Linked DNA regions of Mus musculus: region 2 is linked to region 1. Evidence: chromatin contacts called from public HiChIP or PLAC-seq data. All regions are on one chromosome and are shown on one strand. Each heading gives the region's core, a stretch centred on a gene start, on an enhancer-like site or on the middle of the called end of the contact. The rest is flanking DNA. Distances are from core to core; before and after follow the strand shown. Region 1 holds the start of Capn7 (calpain 7). Region 2 has its middle 16 kb from the start of Sema3g.

Region 1 (3,827 bases), core at 56-2,555:
ATTGCTAAGGCTTGAGATTGTAAGAATGGAGGAAGGGGACGACAGACATTCATAGCTGGCACAAGCAAGGTGGAGGGTCGAGACACACATGATGCTCAGGGATGCTGACCACAGCCTCTTTAGCTGTACACTGACCAGTTTCAGTAGTAACATCCACCCCATTGTGACCTTGATAATGAATATCCTGAACCACCAGCATGAGCATCACTAAGGAGTCTTTCTTGAGCTTGAAGACAGCTGATACCACTCTAGACTGGATCACAATCAATTCAACTCCTTTTCTCTCTCTCCCTGAGACAGGTTTTCTCTGTGTGGCCACACTACTATCCTGTAATGAGCTCTGAAGACCAGGCTGGCCAAGCACTCAGAGATTTGCTTCTTCTGCCTCTGGAGTGGTGGGATTAAAAGCGAGCACCACAGCCAGGCTCACAATCAACTCTTAGCAATATCTCCAGCTGATTTGTGTTCATGTTTGCACGGAGAGTGCTCCACTACAACAGACATATGCCTCCTGGGGTCGTTCAGGGTTTTTGCTGTGTAGATCATGCTGGCCCAGTCCTCTTACCACAGCCTCCAGACTGCTGGCTTACAGGAATGTGTCACCATATGCTGCGTTAATGTTTCTTATGTGTGGGATCATACAGTGTATAATTTTGTCAAGACTTGCTACTTTGACACAGCATGGATTTTGAATCTCATCCAAGTTCTGGCACTTGCCATTAGTTAATTTTCATCACTGCTGAATTCAAACTTTTAAGGGGATAAAAGAAAGCAACCACACTACCATTTACTATGTAATTACAACCTTCAACTTGCCCTAAGATACAAGTCAAAAATACATCATCTGGTTTGTAGACAATTCAAACAATACACTTCGGTGTGCCTTGGGGAGCCGTAGAAGGTCATACTTTAGTTTGTCAAATGAACATTACCAGAGCATCTCAAAAGCACCTCCTAGCCTCATTTCATATCTTTATTTCTAATTAAACCAGTTGGCAATACGAGGTGCTACTGATTGTTTCTTTCCGCCTACCCTTCTCACTTAGCGGACCAAGGGCTCCATAACGCGCATGCTCCTTTCAAGCCATCCCCTGATTCTCTCCAACAACCTCCTGGGCACTGGCACCTTCTTTCTAGCAGGCGGAAGCGGAGCCCTCAGCTTCGCCCTGGCACCTGCTTCCTCTTGTCCAATCCCACTGGACATTGTTCTGGCCCCGCCCACCTACGATCGCCTTGAGCCCCGCCTGCTTCGGCGGGAGCGCTCCCCCTCCCGGCCGGGGTCGACTGCGCCTGCGCAATGCGGCTGATGGGCGGAGCAAGGACGCGAGGGGTGGGGGCGGCCGCGAGGGCTCCGAGCCCGGGCTGCTCGGAGCTCGCAGTCCTCCGGGCGGGTCTGAGGTAGTGGGGCTCCGTCATCTCTTCCGCCGCCCTCGAAAGTAAACTTTGCCACTCCACCCGCGGGGTCCCCAGTTCTCGCCGCAGTGCCTCCGGGCGTCGGGGTTCCGCGTCAGGGCCTGTCTGCCTCCCCCGGCGTGGGGCCTTGGGCGCCATGGACGCGTCGGCGCTGGAGCGGGACGCCGTGCAGTTCGCGCGGCTGGCAGTGCAGCGCGACCACGAAGGCCGCTACTCTGAGGCGGTGTTTTACTACAAGGTGAGGACAAGCACTCGGCTCCGGCCGCGTCACCCGATCGAGTGTTGGCGGAACCCAAGGCGGAGGGGCGGGGTCCTGCTGGGGCTGTCCGGCTTGTCAGGCCGCAGATGCCCGCCGCTTTGCTGCTTGTGGCGGCCGAGGTGGGATGGGGAGTGAACACCCTGTTCGCTGTCTGTTGGCCTTGATGCAACCCTTGATGTGAGGCCAACCTTGGGTAATCCGTCAGAATATGCTAATAGTGCACGTTCCAGGTAGAAAGAAAAAGTAAATTAGGAAAAAAATTCATCGTACTCTAGCATTCGATGTATGTCTCCATGATTGTTTTTCTGAGTGTATGTGTGTATACACGCCTTCTTACCCCCAAACTTGAATCATATCGTTTGTACTATTTTGACATCTCACTTCTGCATTGTACCTAGATAACCTTTGGTTGCTTGCATGTGCTACGTTTACAGCATGTTCTGTATTTGGTTGTGGCTTTCCAGCATTGAAGTAGTGCAGTTAAAATCCTTAGAGCTTTTTTTTAAAAAAAATGTGATACTTGTTTTGGATGATGGGGAGCACAGTTGCTTGTCAAAGGGTATGCACTTCCGCAGTTCATCCTGTGTTCTCCAGTCCTGAAGGTTTGCAAACACACCCCTCCAGTTGTATCGTCATGATATGGGCATCTTTTCCTTGATTATACGGAAGTAGTAAAAATTTCCCCCTTATGCTTACGTGTTATCAGTAAAGCGTGGTTTGCTTTCTGCTAATATTTTACTATTTTTATTTTAAAACCTACCTTATATTTAGACACTTTTGTTTTAGGATCATTCGTTTTAAGTTTCTTAATTTTGATTTTACAATCCTACCTCCCTACCACACCCGAGTGTGTGTGTATGTGTGTGTGTGTATCTGTCTGTGTTGTGTCTGTGTCGGTGTCTCCCTGCCCTGTCGCCCTCGTTCTCGGGGTTCTTGCTATATAGTGGAAGCTATTTTTAAATTTGTCTTCCCCTTACCTTAGCCTTCCCATTGCTGAGATTTACAGGAATGTGCCACCATGCCTGACTACCAGGTGATAGTTCTTTAAAAGAAAATTCTGCTGTAGTTTTGTGAAACAACTTCAGCAAATTCTAAGTCAGCAAACTACTACCATATAGCCTAGTGTGGTGGCACCTACTAATTTGCTTTTAAACCCTCCCACCCCCAGTACAGTGAGGTAAGAGGATCACTGAATTCAACCTGGCTTAGGCTACATTGTAAGACTTTCTCAATGTAAATAGCCTTTTCTAAAACTAAAGATACTATGTAACTTTTTTTTTTTCCTTTTAGAAGTTGTCATTTAGGAATTAAAATTCATCCTTTAGAAAGTTAAAAAAGAAAGTGAGGAGGGCTACGATCTTCATCACTGTGTAAAACCAGGAGTCAGAAGGACCAGCCAGCTTAGGACATATGAGGCCCTGTTAGGAGGAGAGAGAGACAGAATGAGAGTGGGGTGGGGTGGGGTGGGGGGGCGATCAAGCAAGCGCACTAGAGCAAGAGCTATTTACCTACTGTAATCCTAGCACTTTCGAGGTAGAGGCAGGTGGATCTCCATAAATTTAAGGCTAGCTTGGTCTACTTTTCAGTTTCCAAGCCAGCCAGGGTTACATACTGAAACCCTGTCTTTATTTTTTGCCCCTTATTCTATTTTCACTTTTGAATATGAAATGAGTAAAATAAAGTTGGTAACAATTTGACTTTTTAAACAATCGAGGTGGGGGGCTAGAGAGATGGTTCAGTGGTTAAGAGAACTAGCTGCTCTTCCACAGGCCCTGAGTTCAATTCCCAGCAACCACATGGTGGCTCACAACCATCTATAATGGGATCCGATGCCCTCTTCTGGTGTGTCTGACTGAAGACAGCTACAGTGTATTCATATACATAAAATAAATAAAATTTTATTTAAAAAAAGCAAGGTGATTATTTGAAAACCAGTACTTACCTGTGAGGGGTAAAATATACTCTGAACTAATATTTAATTTACATATATGAAGTTCAACTATTGAGATATAATGTATTTTATTGATTACGGGTCATGTAAGATTAGGAATTTAATGTTTAATGTTTATATGGAAAGTCATTGTTTTCTCCTTGAAATACCTGCTTTATGGACCCTAAAGAACTCATCCTTTCTACCCCACCTGGCGTTGTGGTT
Region 2 (3,461 bases), core at 496-2,995, 100 kb before region 1:
GCAGGGCCAGGTTTGGACACAAGATCTGATAAGGAGCTTGGGGATTGTCGGGGTCCCACCCTGGCTCCTTTTCCGGACTCACCTACTTTTCTGGGAGATGGGAGACGAGGAAGGCAGCAATGGCCTGGTGCCCACTTCTCACTGCCCAGCCTGTTCACCTTGGCCCCCTTTCTTCCAAGGCGGCCTCACAATGAAGCCTTTCACTTTCTGAGTTGCAGTTTCATTAAGGAAATTTCTAGTTCCTCAATCATCCTCTGTTGGGAATAAGACCTGCTGCAAGGTCTCCAGGGAGGCCTGAAAGGGAGGCTGGGATCGCCAACCGTAGGCCTCCAGCAGCCAGCTGACGGCCTGTTCCCAGGAGCTCTGCTGATGGCGAATGTGGGGAGGATTAGGCTCAAGGTTGCTAATTCAACTACGATATGTGTTTCCCATGGACGGAGAGGAACAACCAGGGCCATCAGAAAACCATGACCTGATGAGGTTAATGAAAAGTAAGTCCCGATGCAGAATCCAGGTGTCTACCTTCCAATAGAAGGGGCTGTACTAGGAACACATGACGTCCAGATTGTCCTGTTGGGAAGTCAGGGCAGCTCTGCTCCCACAGATACAGATATAGAAGAATGACATTCGGAACAGCAGCCTGTTTTGTGGACATGATGTCATTGTCCACACCACCTCCACCCGCCTCAGCAGATAAGAATCTGGCACTGTTTCCTGTAGTCCAAGGGTCTTGGACAATAGTGTGAACGGCTGGCCCGAATGGAAAGGGCATTGTTCAGGGGAGAAAAAAAACAACACCCCAGCACAAAGCCAGGGCAGGATTTGTCTAAATGTAAGAGCCTGTTTACAAATTCACCATTCCCAAGGAACGGAACACAATGGGGAATTGCTTCCTTGAGGATGGCGTCCCTTCTAGTATGATCCTGATGCCTAGGGATGTCTTTGAAGGCTCAGACAGGTTTCAGATGCACTTAGACGGATGGACACTGATGGCGCGGAGGTCTTCCTGTTTATCAGGCATGTGTGCAGGCTAGGGTCAAGAAGCCAGGGCCAAGGGGGGAGGGGCTGGGAGGCTTCACCCCCACTCTGGGCCTTGTGATCTCTGATCCTTTAAAATGGGGTTTCCTTGCTTGGTCACTAAGCAGTCTTCTTTCATCTGGTGGCCTCCATGACGCCGTGACTCACCTCCTGTCAGCATGGAACACGGGGCAGGGGTAGGGGCAGTGGGGGAAGGGCTGGGGGTGGGGAAGTTGACACTGTGTCCTTAGATCAGGGCCAGTAGAGATGTTACTTTTCACAGCATCTCTTGTCTTGTCCGTAGAGGTTGGAGTCTTTGGACCATCAATGGCAGACTCTGGTGGCTGTGTGTGGGCATGTGCCTTTCTGTGTTTGCATGTGTGTACATGCATGTATGTATATGTAGTAGAAGGGCAATGCAGAAGGGTCATAGAACCATATCACATATCCCTTGGGAATGGGAGTGGCCATTTGGTGGAGGTGCGGTGTCACAGCAGGGTCGGGAAGGCCACTTGGAGGCTAGAGGAGCTTTTCTAGACAGTCTTGTCTAAATGTAGCAGCGTCGTTGTTCGTTTTGATGCTCATCTCTAAGCCTAACATAAATACTCTCATGAATAAACTTGAACTAATGTGTCTAGAACAAGTGAGGAGCATTAAAGCTGTGTAATCCTCAACAGAGATTGCACAGTCTCCTTCCTCAACTTGCTAACACTGCCCTCTGGTGTGCAATAGCAGAACAACATGATCGAGAACCCAGCGGGAATGGAGAACAAACTGCCTCTGAAGGTGGAATTCTGGGCTCGGCAGCAAACGTGAATGAAGAATGTCTAACAAAGCCGGTCTCGGACTGCAAGGGGTTTCCAATCCAGCAGTAGAGACAGACCTAATGTTGTAGGAGTGACAGAGGACATGGGTTCCAAGGGCACCAGCAGAGACACAAGTGAGAATCCAGTGAGAACAAAGAGGTGGCATTCAACAGACTGAGGATGAGAGTCAGGGGTTCCACGCTGGGGACCCAAAGCAGAAAGCCCATGGGTGAGGTGCTGTGGGAGGCCCGCTGTGCAGGGCCCTATTTCCAAAAAGGCCACAGATGACAAGCCTAAGCAAAAGCTACCACAGGTAATGTGGTAACTGGTACAAGGAGAGAGGGCGGGTGAATCAGTGAAGTGGGTCTAGAAAACCATGCGGACAGGTTCTTGCTGCAGGTCTGTGGGGCTCAATGAGCACCAGCAATGGCAGAAGGGGGTGGGGGGTGAAAAACAGATGACTATCACAACACAATACATATACTCAGTAAAGATATAAGCAATACAAATGAGTCAATAAACGAGTGGGGGAGGAGCGGTAATCTGTGCAGAACTCCACTCTCAGAGAGGAGGGTGCTTAAGTCCTCCATACCTTGCCGGCAGCATGCACAGGGGCACAGCTGACAGGCGCTGCCTTCGATCCTGTTGACAGCATGGAACTTCATGTGATGGAACGCACTTTCCCTCTGTGGTCTTCAGAGGTCAGAACCATAGTCTGATCTGATCATGATGAAAGTTATAAGTCCCAGTTAGGGGACACTAGGCACAATACCCAATTAGTACTCCACAAAATGGTTACAGGAAAAGCTGTCACCTCCAAGAGGAACCTAACAATAACTCATGTGGCTGGGAATGGTGGCACCTGTCTTTATTCTCAGTACTTAGGAGGCAGAGGCAGGTGGATTTTGATGAGTTCTAGGCCAGCCTGGCTTATATACGAGTTCCAGACCATCCAAGGGCAGCATAGTGAGAACATGTCTCAAAAAGGGAAACTAAATCAAAACAAAAAGATGACTTGGTGCTATGTAGTATCCTAGATAGAAATTAAAAAGAAAAATATAGAAAAAAATGAGGAAAAGCTGAGTGGTGTGTAGCCTTTAGTGGATTATTATATATAAATATTCATTTTATATTTTTTTTATGTATGAGTACTCTGTCTGCATGCATGCTTGCACATCAGAAGAAGACATCAGATCTCATTACAGATGGTGATGAGCCACCATGTGGTTGCTGGAAATTGAACTCAGGACCTCTGGAAGAGCAGGGAGTGCTCTTAACCACTGAGCCATCTCTCCAGCCCCCCCCCACCCAGTATTGGTTTATTTGTTGTGAAAAATTTACCATGTGACTCTAAGACATCAGCAAAAACAGGCTCTGGGTTTGAATATGTGAGAGTTCTCTGCACTTTTTTCCACATTTTTTTTTCCTGTAAACTATTTTAAAATTACAATTTTGTTTAAAGGGCTGGAGAGTGCTCAGGTTAAGAGCACTTGTTGCTGTTCTAGAGGGCCTGGGTTAGTTCCCAGAATCCACATGGAGGCTCATAACCATCTGTAGCTCTGCTTCTAGGGGCTCCTACTCATGTCTCACTTCCATGGACACCAGGCATGCAGGTGGGGCACATACATACATTCAGGA

What was found. HiChIP or PLAC-seq counts read pairs in DNA pulled down with a chosen protein or histone mark.
Region 2: an H3K27ac HiChIP or PLAC-seq map of extraembryonic endoderm stem cells shows a contact between it and region 1. The contact joins the enhancer-like site here to the promoter of Capn7 in region 1. A contact is called at or near these places in 3 of 39 promoter capture datasets (the C10 cell line, neural stem cells and pre-B cells), 1 of 15 datasets of contacts at CTCF or cohesin (CD8 T cells), 11 of 484 Hi-C or Micro-C datasets (the AML12 cell line, the G1E-ER4 cell line, cortical neurons and 5 more), 10 of 115 datasets of contacts at active chromatin or transcription factors (the 230-238 cell line, the SCID.adh cell line, bone marrow-derived macrophages and 5 more) and 3 of 9 other capture datasets (adipose tissue, liver and pancreatic islet).

Annotation. Positions count from the first base shown.
Region 1 is chr14:31,335,333-31,339,159 of GRCm38.p6, forward strand. Capn7 (calpain 7) reads left to right here and starts at 1,306. Exons shown (of 21, transcript NM_009796.3): 1 at 1,306-1,651. The coding sequence starts at 1,550.
Region 2 is chr14:31,232,431-31,235,891 of GRCm38.p6, forward strand. No RefSeq gene overlaps it. Among named protein-coding and RNA genes, the nearest start is that of Sema3g, 16 kb to the left of the region's middle. Within about 2 kb of position 1,746, at least 35 of the 459 cell types and tissues checked have an H3K27ac peak or open chromatin away from gene starts, as enhancers often do. A contact at or near this core is called in the SCID.adh cell line, adipose tissue, bone marrow-derived macrophages and 3 more, where this site is marked.